2 separate regions of the Anas platyrhynchos genome follow, and region 1 is linked to region 2. Evidence: chromatin contacts called from public Hi-C data. All regions are on one chromosome and are shown on one strand. The core of a region is the stretch at or near the end of the contact, and the rest is flanking DNA. Distances in the headings are between cores, read along the strand shown. Region 1 has its middle 82 kb from the start of BTG1. Region 2 has its middle 9.5 kb from the start of BTG1.

What was found. Hi-C and Micro-C count contacts between places; a contact is called where the count stands out from the background.
Region 1: a contact with region 2 is called in a Hi-C map of small yellow follicle, with 3 times the contacts expected there. The contact joins two enhancer-like sites.

What each region holds. Positions count from the first base shown.
Region 1 is chr1:48,108,718-48,115,611 of IASCAAS_PekinDuck_T2T, reverse strand. No RefSeq gene overlaps it. Among named protein-coding and RNA genes, the nearest start is that of BTG1, 82 kb to the right of the region's middle. Within about 2 kb of position 5,336, at least 1 of the 8 cell types and tissues checked has an H3K27ac peak or open chromatin away from gene starts, as enhancers often do. A contact at or near this core is called in small yellow follicle, where this site is marked.
Region 2 is chr1:48,036,370-48,043,048 of IASCAAS_PekinDuck_T2T, reverse strand. No RefSeq gene overlaps it. Among named protein-coding and RNA genes, the nearest start is that of BTG1, 9.5 kb to the right of the region's middle. Within about 2 kb of position 2,103, at least 8 of the 8 cell types and tissues checked have an H3K27ac peak or open chromatin away from gene starts, as enhancers often do. A contact at or near this core is called in small yellow follicle, where this site is marked.

The DNA of each region.
Region 1 (6,894 bases), core at 4,087-6,586, 69 kb before region 2:
AAAACAAAAATATCATTATTCATAGGTTTTGCTAACCTTATTGGGGTAGTTTTAGGGTAAACTTCTAAGAGGAGACAAGTGGCCACCTATAATGACAGGATCAAAATAGGAACAAGAGAAAGTGCTGAAAACCTTGTATGTGTATAGACCACTGCAAGAATAATCAGAAAAATATATATATGTATTCTTGCAACATGATCAAAAATGTGATTTACCTGGCATAATAAAGACTTCCTGTAATTCATAAGCTGAAAAAATCCTAGAATACAGATTGCTCATTAAGGACATATGAGGAAAGTGAATAAAATGACTTGAAATCACAGGGTAAGCCTGATGAAACAAGTGCCAATAGAAAGTGGACCAAACACAGGAACTAAAATGGAGGACAAGGCCGACCACCATGAATAGATAGATGATCAAGAGTATAAAGCTTTATACAAGCTTCCATCAAAAGATCAGGGTCTGCCTGGGGAATTTTAATCAGTCATCTTTTCATTGGGAAAATAAAATGGCAATATATGGACAGGTGACAGTTCTGAGTGTGTTGGAAGCAGTGGAGGAGAGGAATTCTAGTAGGACAGGACTAATTGAGGATAAAAAGTTGATAAGTGACTTAGGTGAAAATCACCATGAAATTGTAGTTCAGGATCTTTACAAAGGGGTGGATGGGAACAGCAAAAACACCAGGGAAATTCAAGAGGCAGAGGTCAGTACATGTAGAGATTGAAAAGATTAAATCCCAAAGTTTACAAGAGACAATTGAAAGATGAACAAAAAAAAAAAAAAACAAAAACAAAAACAAAAAAAAAACAAAACAAAAAAAAAAAAAAAGAACAACAACAAAACATGTAAGGACTGCAAGCAATTTCTCGAACAATTTTTAGGACTCAGATACAAGCTGTTTCAACGTCGAGAGGGAATAAAAAACAGAAAGAGCACTACTGGCCAAACCTTATGTTGTTTAATAGCCTCAGATCTAGTAGTGGCACAGTAAGAAAGTGGAAACTAGGCAGAGTAATAAGAATGAATATGAAAGAAGAGCACAGACATGGGGGCAAGAGAATAAAGGGCACTGTATAGAATGAGTAAAGAGAGGTGAGTCATAGTCATTTGGTAATAAAATCAGTAGTAAGAAGAAGAAAAGTTGACAAATGAATTAAGAAAACACAAATGTTTAATTTCTGTTTTGTTCCCTTCCTCAATAAGAAGGTCAATGGCAATCATGCAGATATCACATTTAACGTCAGTGATGATGGAGTGAAAACTCAGATTAGAACAGGGAAAGAAAAGGGTAGAGAATAGACCAGGCTAGAAAGAATTTACATAGGCTAGATTGCTTTACGTCAACAAGTTCTGATGAAATTTGCCCTATGGGACTTAAACAACTTGCTGAAGCAGTACTCAGGGACATCATTTGTTATCTTAGACAATCTGAGGAGAACGGGTGTGGGTCTTGAAGACTGAAAAAGGTAAATTTTGAACCAGTTGAAGCTGGAAAATGAAACTAAATATAACAGTAGTGACCCCAATCAAACTTTGGAACAGTTTCCCTAATATTTTGGCAGATTCACTATCACTTACAATCAAATTTAAGCATAGATGCTTTTTCATAGATGCTTTTTTCTTTTTTTTTTTTTTTTTTCCTATAAGAGCTGCTACTGCTCAGACAGAAGTTATAGAGGAATCTCTGAAATTGTGTATGTAGAATAGAGAATTTTTTAACTAGGAAACTATCAAATATTTGGGGTGTTGCAAAAGAGGGAAAAAAATCAGGGCAGTAAGTCAATGCAATGAACTAATCATCCTATTTCCATGGAAACAGCTGTGTTGAAGTGGTAGTCATAAAGTACAAGGTACAGCCTAAGATATTTATCATTGCTTAATGCAAAGATAACAGTGTACTGAAGAGTGATTCATCTGAAATGGCAATGCAGTGATGGGGATGAGTGGGCAGAAAAATATTTAATACTGAATAGTATCTCTCTCTGTTAAAGACCCTCTTGATTTTGCAGAGTCATGACTGCACTCTTCCCATAAAAACCATAGCAGCAATGTCAGAAGATCTAGACAACCTTTTTGAGGGAGATAGCAGATCATATGTAAATAATACTGATTTCTGAAGATCACGGTGCATTCTTCATGACTGCCTAGCATTTCTGAAAGTCTATGACAAAAATGAAAAGTCCTTAGAAACAATCTCTATTCCAGTTTCTTTGAAAAGTTCCATTTCTTTCCTTTTATTTTTTTTTTTTTAATAAATTAAACTTGAAGATTCAGACTGTGTTACTTTAAGATTTTTTTTATTTAAAAGCACTCACACTTTGGTAACATCCCTTCAGATATGACTAGCTATCTACTTACAGTCAGAAGAAAATCAGAACACTAAAATACTGGGAAATTACTTCTACATTACAGAAAAACAAATAGAAGTTATTTGGGTTTTCAGATATAATATGTATCTTTTTAGTCAGCCAAAACAAAAAGATTTCACTCTATGCAACAATACTGTTGTTCTGTTGAAATAGAAAAATATCCAGATATCTAAATTTCCTAAAGCTCATCTTGGGATGTAAAACTCACTTGGGTGTAAGAAAATACTGAATAGAACTGAACTTTTTTATCATCCACTTTATGATTAGAATGACATTAGCAAAAAAAAAAAAAACAAAAAAAAAACAGAACAAAACAAACAAACAAACAAAAAAACTCCAGGTAGAACTATACCATAACAGACTTTCTGAATATACAAATATATTATAAGATAGATCGGGGTTTTTTTTTTTTTTTTTTTTTTTTGTTTGTTTTTGTTTGTTTTTGTTTTTTTTTTCTTTAAGTAGCTATCTCAAATAATTTTCAGCAAACCAGCAGAATGAAAATGTGAAAATGTTTAAAACAAAAAAAAAAAAAGGATGGGACATGATGACACATGATCAAAAGTCTATTACAAAAGTCTATTACAAAAAGATGATTCTCTTATCAGATGTGATTATCGCTGGCTATACAAGAATATTATTATATTTGAAAAGGGAAAAAAACACTAAGCAGTCCGAATTAAGATCTACATTCTGCTGAAACCATTAGAGTTGCTCATAAATGCATTATCAAATAATTCTCCAAGTGGATATTGTTTTCACCAGGGAAAGCTGTTATGCCCAAGTGTATTGGCTATATAGCTACAATGTTGTTAAAACACATTATCTAGTTTATAGAAAGCTTTGCATGGTGAATGTATAGGTGTTTATCAGCAAAATATTTTCTTGTTTTCGTCAGCAGGCCTATTTTCTTTATCTGCAGTACATGTGACTAATATTCAGATCCTCTTTCCTTTCAAGTAGCTTACCAATCTGTCAAATGTTAACATGCCAGTTTAAGTTTGTTGATCTGCCATAGTGTTAAGTCTCACAAGATTTTTTTGGATTTGGATTTAATTTCTTCCCCTCACCCCAGACAACACAAGCCACAAGAATGCACAGGAGATGACAGAGCTGCTCATGTATACATGTGAAAACACTAAGACATCTCAAAGATATTATTGGTTTGAGGGTTTTATCAGTACACACCAGGACCATTTTAACCAGTGAGATTGTCTGACTCTACTATGTATAGCTAAAGGCATTTGCTAAACAGTAGAAGCCTGCTATCCAAATATGCAGTACAATTGAGAGGACAAGTGTTGTAACAAAAAGGATTGATCAAACCTTGAAAACTGTTAATCTTTATATGATTCTCTCGTGATTTTCTGTGCTAAGGCCTTCCAGATAACAACATTTATCTCCTTCTGAGGCCTCTGTTCCCATTGTCTGTTGTTTAAAATGTGTCATCTTCATCACACCCTTCCATGCTTGTGCTTTTTTTCATTTCTGTTAGCTGCAGTAACACAGTAGAATTCTACCTGGAGATTTCAAGGTCCAGAATCATTTACATCATGATTTAATGCTCTGGAAATCATATGAAAATGTCAATTTGTAGTTGCACATACTGGTTAATTCAGTTCCTGTTAGCCACGTAAGCTTTTCTTATCTCTTTTCAGTTTTACATGTAGCTGAACTCACTCTTCTTGATCAGATTTTTCAATAAGAGTGGAAGAACACCTGTACATGTAGTAGACCAGTTTTCAGCATTTCCTCTTGTCCTGTTTCTCTAACCGAAACCAAAGCAAAAGAACCCCTCATTTTATGGACCCAGACTTAGCCTTAGAATAAGATTTTAAAAATATGGACTATTCAGATAAATTTATTTGAAAATAGAATTGTGAAAAGCATCAAATCTACGTTTTATAGTATTAATATAATGTGGGAACGGTAATGTTAAAATGGTGCAGAAATATGCTAATTTTTACTTAATTCTAAACCACATATTTGCAGTTCAAAAAGCAAGGTTTGTCATACATATCAAACAAACGGTGCTAATAGCTAAGGGCTGCTCATAAAGTTTACTTCTACCCAACCACAATGTGCCTGGAAAATGCTTTGAAAATATAGATAGAGGAGCAATATGGCTTCTGAAAAAGCTTAAACTATTAAAAAGTGTCTAGCTAGTGAAACAGTTGAATTTTTAGGCTACAATTACAAATGATTACAAACATCTTCTTTTTAAGACTGAATCTTTAAAAAAATAGTACTTCTCAGAGGGAGCACAAACTATCTCCCCAGGATTTCCAAACAGGCTGCATTAAAGAGGAATAATCACAGCAGTAAGAACAGCTTTCATAGTAGCTACAGTTGGTAAATTAGATTTTTTATTTTTATTTCTTTTACTTTAGACATTCTGAGATTTTTCAAAAATTTTAAAGCAAGATATATAGGGTGACTCTGAAACCAAATTCAGAAAGCAGGGGGATTTTAACACAAAGAATATTTGTTAGTTTTGAATATTTATACCAAATAATAATGATTTGCAGAAGTACATTTTCATATTTCTTTTTATACACATGACCATTTTGTACGATGTTTCCAATTTGTCAGCAAAAACATTTTCTAAAAATAAGGGTAGAAAAAAATCTAACAAGTAAATGCAGATATGAATGCATCTGTTTATTGCTCTGATAGTAGCATGCAAAATCCTATCTGTATCTTTCTGGATTTTTTGTTTGTTTGTGTCTTTCTTTCTTTCTGTTCTAGAAGTCATTTAAACTTGAAAATTTCTGAAGAGGGCCTGACTGCTGCAAGTCTATGCTGTCTGCTTGGTGGAGCAGCATTTGGCACACTCACTGCCTGTGAGTGCAACTGGGAATGGCTGAGGAGTAATGTAAAGCTGTCTTGGGCCTTCCTCCTGTGCTGACTTGGAAATCCTGTTGTTTTCTTCCCCTGTTTGCACCCAGCAGGAAAAAAAGGACTAACCTGATTCTCTGGAGCAGAGCAGGAGGTGTAAAGGCCAGTGATAGTAGCCCTCTACCCCAGTTGCAATCTCTGCTTTGCCTTCTGGCAGTTTTTAGCTGATGTTAGGCTGGAATTTCAAAATAGTTTTATAAAGGACTGGAAAGTTTCTTTGCTTTCTGAAACAGATAAAAAGTATAATTTTTCAAGCAAACCATTCCAATTATAGCCTACCACAGAATGCCAGCATTCTGTTTGTACTCAAGGCATGGTTTAAATATGCTGCCCAAAACTAACAAACCTATCAGTTTACATTTTACCTTTCCTTTCCTTTCAGCTGCCATTTTTTGTTTTATAAAATACTACCAAATAGCAGAGTTTTGATAAAATGTTTTGTCTGGCTTAGGTAATTTTCCAACATATTTTTCCTGCACATTAAAACCTTCTTGTCCTGCTAAAGGCGAATGCAAAGATTGCATTTTTGTGTGCTCAAAATTCTTCTATGAATTCCTTTCCTTTCAACTCAGCTGATGCATGTATTGCAATATCTAATGTAACCCAAAGAGGAAAACTCCGTTATGGGAGAATGCCAACAACTGTAGACTGAGATAGCAGCTTTTTTCCAACAGTTTACTTGATTCATGAAAGAAGTCTTTAATATACACTTGCTGATCTTGGAGACATCAGAGATTTTTTGTACATTCAAGGGACTACTCCATATTCATAGGAAATAATCATAACGAACAAACACAAAGAGTGAGTTGCAAAACAGACGTAAAAATGAAATTTGTTTCAGAAATTCTGTTGATTTTCCTTCCCTCAAGTAATGGGGATGAACAAAGTAAGAAAAAATCCATCCCACTTAAAAAAAAAAAAAAATATATATATATATATATATGGAAATTCCAGATTCTTAGAAGACCTCTTATTTCCAGCATTTTGTCAGAATGAGATAATCTATTTACAATGCGATTATTTCAGAGCACTTTGTAATGGAAAAATTTGCAAGAGATACGGGTATCTGTGACATCCCAAAGTGTTGCATTCTGGGATGTCTTTAACAAGAAGGAAAGCCTGAGGCTTATTATAATACTTGAAGAAAAGGGGGAAAAAATAACATTGATTTAATCCTTAATCTTCCTGACAGCATGACCTGCATCTCCAAACAGTTTACATTTTTTTCACTGCTGCCCAAGTCCCTTGCCTCAGTTCCACAACTCCATGTAGAAGATTGTTGGAGATATCCTTGCCATTTACCAGAATCACTGAATTGCGCTATTTATTTTTCTTGTTCTGAGTACATTTATTTACCCTTCTAGAGGTTTCTTCAAGGGGTTGAGGCAGTGAAAGTGACAACAAATGTGACACCTTTGGGATGGAGAGGGAAGAATAGGATTTGTGTACAGCAGCATAAGTTCTGTAGAGATGTTCTGTAAGAGGGATGATGAGAGATATAAGATATATATGAGTGAGTTCTATCAGAACTCTATAACTTAGTGAGTTCTATTAGATGATTGCTTCCAGAAACAGTCTTGGGTACAAAGAACAGACTGGAAGATCTCCAGTCCTCACACATGCT
Region 2 (6,679 bases), core at 854-3,353:
TGCTCCCATGGCACACACAGCCCTTGCAGGACTGCATAGTACTACCAGCAGCATCTACTGCCCAGCAGTTTGCCTCAGAAGAACAACTATGTTAAAGTGCCAGCAGCTCTCTTCACCAGCCACCCTGGATGCAATGGAAGTATGTCCCTTGCATCCTGGTAGTGTTTCTATTCCTCTGGACCTACAACACTGCTTGAAAGAAGCAGAGAACCCCATCCTGTGATTCCTCAAAGGGTTTATTGGCACCCAGCTTCTCCTCTCCAAGCACGGCACAATTGACTTGGGGCTATAACACGGCTGGGAGGGCAAAGCATCTGCCCACAGCCACTCCTGCTGCAGAGCAAGAGTCTGGCTGGGCTCCAACCTGGGGCTGCAGCTGAGCACCTGGCAGCTGGAACAAAGCCACATGTTTTATGTGTAAACTCAATACAGCCAATACGAAAAACACAGATGTGTTTAGGTCCTCTTAGAGTGTGCTTTTTGAAAGGAAGCTGCACTTAGAAGCTCTAGTTTTATGTTCAGAGAGTTTTGCTTGGTTAGCAAAACTCCCTGTGTTTAGGAACTGACTTCAAAAAAGTGAGAGTGAGAAGAGAATTAAAAGAAATATTCCTGGGGAGAAGTGTTCATCTACATACCCCTCCCCTCCCCCCCCCCAAGAGTAGGTTGGGCAGCCCATGTTCACAGAGCACGGGAAGCTGCCATGAGACGAGCCATACCCTGCAACTTCTCAGAAATACTTTTCCACTGTTCCCACTACTTGAGTGCATGTTCCTGAAATTCAGGAAACATATTGCTGATGATTTCCTCTAAGGTACTTCAATTCCACTGGACTGCAAAAGAAACATGTGAGAACGGCAAGATGTTCTTCTTTAGGGGTATTAACAGTGAATAAAGTAGTTGTAGGTATCTAATCAGTGCAATTCAAGTTAAATAATCCTTAAACAATCACCCGAAGGACTTTGTTCAGAAGACTGGTGTGTGACTTTCCTAACCTGGTGGAGTCGGTGATTTCTGAACAAGTTCTCTCACCTTCTTCCTATGAAGGAAAGAAACCAGTGTCTCTTTAAGAGCACATCCCTTCTAGCACAGGCTGCTGCAATTAGTTTGAGGATTTTCCATAAAGAAAGTCTGTTTCTCTTTATTGACCTGAAGCAGAGCCTAGGAAAGAGGCCTCAAACTCAGGCATGGACACAACTGGAGAGAGCTGATATTGGGAGAGAGAAGCCAACAGGCCTTGAAGAGGCATTCTTGGATGGGTGCAAGGTGCTAGTGAAAGAAGTGACAAGCCTCTCTGAAATTACTTTCCCCACCTGCAGATCAGCCTCTCCTGATAAAAAACAAAGAAATTAATTTCCACTCAAACTGATGATGTCAATGCCAAGTTAGTTCATAAGAGGACATTTATTCGTAGTTTAAGGATATTATAAGTGAGATTTAATGTCCTAACTTTCATTTTACCTTCCACAGTCAAGTTTCTCCAGTTCTCTACTTTCATTCCCATTTTTTCCAAAAGCCAGAACTTCACATAAAAAGCTGAAATATAAGAATTCTCTGCAAGCTTCCAGGGAGAAGAGAGAGTGCTTTCTTGCCTTTGTATGTATCCACAACTATTGCATAAATATTATCCAGTTATCATTGTTTAACCATACCAAGGTATTTGCAGATTTTTAAAAAATATTTTAAGCCACTGCAAAGTCCTCTTTCATAGCAACAATTAAGCTTCTTGTACCTGTATATGGGTGAAACTTTACATACATGCAGCATGTAAGCAACAGAGCTGGTAAATGTTTTTAGCAACCTGAACTTTCTGGAGAAGGTAAAGCAGTGTGCAGGTCCAACACTGGGACAGCCAACAAACCACAATTACCTCTCCCAGAGTAATTTGCATTGGAAGGGTTTATGTTTTTAGAAATCATTAGTCTAAAAGTCCTTTTTATAGTTTATATTACTACCACTTTACATCCCGATAGAATGACTTCACCTTTTTTATCACTGCAGCTCCCCTATCCTTGACTGTATTTTATCTGCAACCCAGACTGAATCCACACTGCCCACAGCTATGTCTGGAAAGCAGGCTGTGGAGAAAATGGCCACTTGTGAACCTAATTCCTGGAAATCAGCACTGTCTTTTATCTTGGACTCAAGCAATATATCCTAACAGTAGATGCAGTCAAACACATACCAAACTCAAGGACTGTGAAGATGAAGGATAGGATTATCCACTGAATTGTGCATGTGCCAAGTCAGGTTCCCAAGGCACCACTGCTGTGCCACCTAACAAGCAGGTAACATGAACGCTGCAGAGCTGCACCCCACTTTCCTGTATTTTAAGACACATAGGTGTCCTAAAGGCAGCTCTACAAGGCTTACGTGATTCCTAGCAAACAGTTCAAAGAAAAATTTACCAAGCTTACTAGCATAGCAGCCCGAGGCAATGTGATTTAGAATAAATGGAAACTTTCACATACACACACACACACACACACACAAAAAAAAAAAAAAAAAAAAAAAAAAAAAAAAAAAAAGGGGGTAAACCAAAATTATAAGCTTGGTTTGGGGAACTTTATTTTATTTTTTATTCATAAATTCCCGTATTTGTCTCAAAGGACAGCATATAAATGTGTATATTACAGCCCACGTGATCAGACACTCTCTCAAGGACTATAAACAATACGTCTGTGAGTCACGATTAGGCTGGAATTACATCCCGTTCTCTCCCACTGACTCACTGTACGGATTATTTGTCTGGTCTTTGCTCCCTCCACTCCCTTCCCTCCCCCACAGCCCATACATGACCCTTTCCTGACATCTCAGCACAAGCGTGCTTGCTTCATACGTCCCAGCTCTTGGAGTCAGGTGGCAACAGCAGCTTGCAAGACTCACGCGTCTGGGCGTTATGATCACGTCCCCAACAGCCCAGCCATCTGCCAGAGGCCACCATCTCCCCAGCAGATGTGAGAGCAGCACTGGGCCCCTATCTCGTGTGATGGAGTCTAGAATGGCACAAATCTAGCCACTGTAACAACTTCAGCTCATGTTGAGCAAGAATCAGAAAAAAACAAGAAACATACCAGATACACTTTCTGCCACCCCTCTTACCAGAATGGTAATTTCTGGCAAAGCAGTGGAAAGTCTGGATTTGGATAGTAACATAGCCCACTGCAGCTAGGTCAGACCTACTAATACATCAGTCAAGGCTTTCATCTTTCATTTAAAAGAAAAAGGTAAAGATCATTTCTAGTCTTCATAGTTGTAGAAAAAAAAAATGTTGAAGTTATGACTTCCAAATCTTCAAAGGCAGATTGTAAATAAAAGTGCTGACATTTATTGCTTTTAAGTAAATCACATACTGGAGTGTGACTCATGAGCACTGGAACTGGCAAGCACCGAGGCAATCATGTTGAGAATGAGATCATGATGCAGTAGGTGTGCAGCATTCACTTTTCAGCCTATTCACTGTCCCTATTCTTCGGTAATAAGAGGAAATTTTCTTTTCAGTCAATAATAAAGATTTGAATGTGCCTTCCAGTGCCTATGGAAATAATAAAAAACACATTTTCTGCCTCACTGAGAAGGCTTTTGACACATAGCTGATCTCATAAAATACTAAATGGCAGATGACGTATTCACATGAGTAAGTCAGGAGTACTCAGAACGGTGAAATTAGGGATGCACAAAGGCTGGGGTCTTAGATTTGAAAAGTGCAAATCCCATTTGAAATCTTCCTTTTATTGATTGCAAACTGATTACAAAAGGATGTTGCGGTAGTTAGGAGCATGTACCAAGAAAGGGCAAGAAAAGGAAATCAGCAAATTTGAATTGCAGAATTTATCATAGGGTTACATCAGTTTTATAATTCAGAGACATTTTGTACACACATCAGCTTGGCTTGAAAATAACTTCTTCAACTTCAGTAAGCTCAGCTAGTAGTGATTTCAAATTTGAATGACAGGCACATATTTTTCTATTGAATAACTGTGGAAAATATCACCGGCAGTATTCAGAGCCAGTGTTCTGATGTTTGTGATGCAGGACTTGTCATTTGTGGAGCATCTTTGATTCACAGGAACATTTACATGAACAATCAAGACAATGTATTTGTTCAGGTGTCCCCCTGAAAAACACCTCTATATTTGCAACATGCAAACTCAGTCTTATTACAAAAGCCTCACTCAGGTTAAATATATAAAGTGTGATAAATACCATAAAAATTTATAGTCTGGTACCTTAGTCACAGAGAATCAGATCCTTTACAAACACAGCACTAAATTTATCATTTTCTTTAATGTCATCATGATTCAGACTGATATTGCCATTTCCACTACCTTATTTTTCTCTACTGATCTGAAATCTACAAACAGAATGATTTTACACTGACTGCAAGCCAGGGAGTTAGACTATAGGTGGTAAATGAGAAAGGAAGCACACAGTTAAGGGCTAAAAAATAGATTAATAACAAGTTAAATTTAGGGGTGCAATTGCAAAGGTTGGTTAATGTCAGTGGTATAAATTTATAACATTAAGTGTACCAAAGATGGATTGCTTGATTTTATTTTGCACTTACGATATAGAGCCTTTCATACTTGTAAACCAATTCCTGATTTACACATCACTGAACATAAATGTTACTGAACAGAAGCAACTATTCTGATGTATTCATCTAGGAAGGGTGGTAGGTTCAGCTGAAATGGACCTTTTGCTGATAACTGCTCACCACGAAGTCAAGAAATCTCTCTCCTGTGTTACAAAGCTTTAGCATGAATACAACTAAAATTCTAAAAGCATCTTAGTTTTATCTTCATTTAATTTCAACCTTGTATTAAATTGATTAAAATATTGCAAATAATCCCTTACATAACTACAATTTGTTTTTGTTTTTGTTTTTTTTTTTAAACACTACAGAAAAAATCTTGAAAACGTGCTCAACTAATAAGCAAACTGAATTGAGCTGCAAACTCACACGTATAAAATTGAAACAGAAAAACAGGAATACACTTTCCTGTTAATACTAATGTATTAAGGAACCAGAATTGAATAAGGGGAATCATTCCCCCCCCCCACACACACACACACGCACGTGTATTTCAAGTCTTCAGAACATCTGCAGTGACCTGTGAATTAAATCTCAAGAAGCAGGGACTTACAGTGACCCACTGAAAAGACTTTAATTATTAAATAAGTATATATTTATACAAGAAATTTGTGTGCCTTTGTGTATATGTATGCATATATTAGAACTAGTTTAAACTTCAAGATGGAAGGAAAGAGTGCAAAAAGGGAATGTTATCTTTCAGAATTCTTCTCATAGTACAAAAAAGCTTGTTAATTAACCTGTTAATTAGCCAGTAGAACACCAAGACAGACACCCATCATTACTTGGTTTTAGGTTATAAAAAGTGAAACTAATGGATTTTTTTTAGAACACAGAACAGCAAGGGCACATTGTTGGAGTTTCTCAGTTGCAACCCATGTCAATCAGTGATACTCTCGGCACTAGAAACCCATCTTTAACTTGATCTTGGAGTTCGAAGCTGTGCCCAAGTCCTAGCTCCATGTTACAGCCGATTTGGGCGAGTGCTGAGTCTTGGAATGCAGCAGTAAAAGCTGAGCAGCATCCTCCAGCCCTGCCCCTATTGTTTGTTGCAGACACTGCTGCTCCTTGCGTACATTCAAGGTTGTTCCAGGAATGCTAAAGTTCTCTTCCCTTGCGTCCTTACAATCCTACTGGATTAAATAGTTGTTTATAATTTTATTCAGTTATATCATCAGCACATAACACAATCATACTGGCTTTTACAATGCCCCAGAGAAACTGCAAAGCTAGAGGCCATTTCCTGACATCCCAGAGATAAAAGCATCAGATAAAGCTACACCTCTCAAGAAAACTTTTAAAAGGTCATTGAAAGCTGTGATGAGACATTGAGCAGCTGATCACGGGACTCTCAAGGTAAAAGCACTTCCCTGTGCACGTATTATTTTCTCATCCAATATCATCACAGTCCTATTCCCTTCCCTTGTGTTTTCACAAGTGGGTGACTTTCAGTGAACACGTCAAAACCCAGAGATGTGGGATTTTACTTGTTTTCATTAGCTGAGGCTCATTCCTCTGTGCCAGCTTTGCTGTTACTGGATTACAATTATTACAAGAATCTGTTGTCACACATGCAGTATTACTACTTGTGTGGATTTCTTCCCAGCAGCTGGGACAAAATGTTCTTGTTTAAACAAAAACATTAAATGGTTAGGAAATAAGGAGTTAGGAAAAGCTGTACACAAGGTTCACGCTTCAAAAATAGGAGGACACAAAAGATTTAACCACTAAGAAAGCTCCACTGGACACGAAGTTGCAATAATTTAGATGTGTTCATTGATGGTAAGTCAGCCATTTTACTGTTGACCTACTTTGTATCAGCAATAATTTGTCACAGTGCATTCTCCAACTGCTACTGAAAGAAAGGTTGAAACCATACATTAAGAGCACAGTGTCAAAGCAACTGATGTTAATTATAGCCTGCAATTCCTTTGTTGATGAAATTGTCACTGCTAACCATTAATACAGCACTTACTGTCAAAGCCCAGCTTGCTCTACCAACCTTTGAAAGCCACTGAATTAACATCCTGCTTCACAATGTTCGCTTTATGCCACATTGGAATGTAAATCTGAAACGTGTAAAAATAA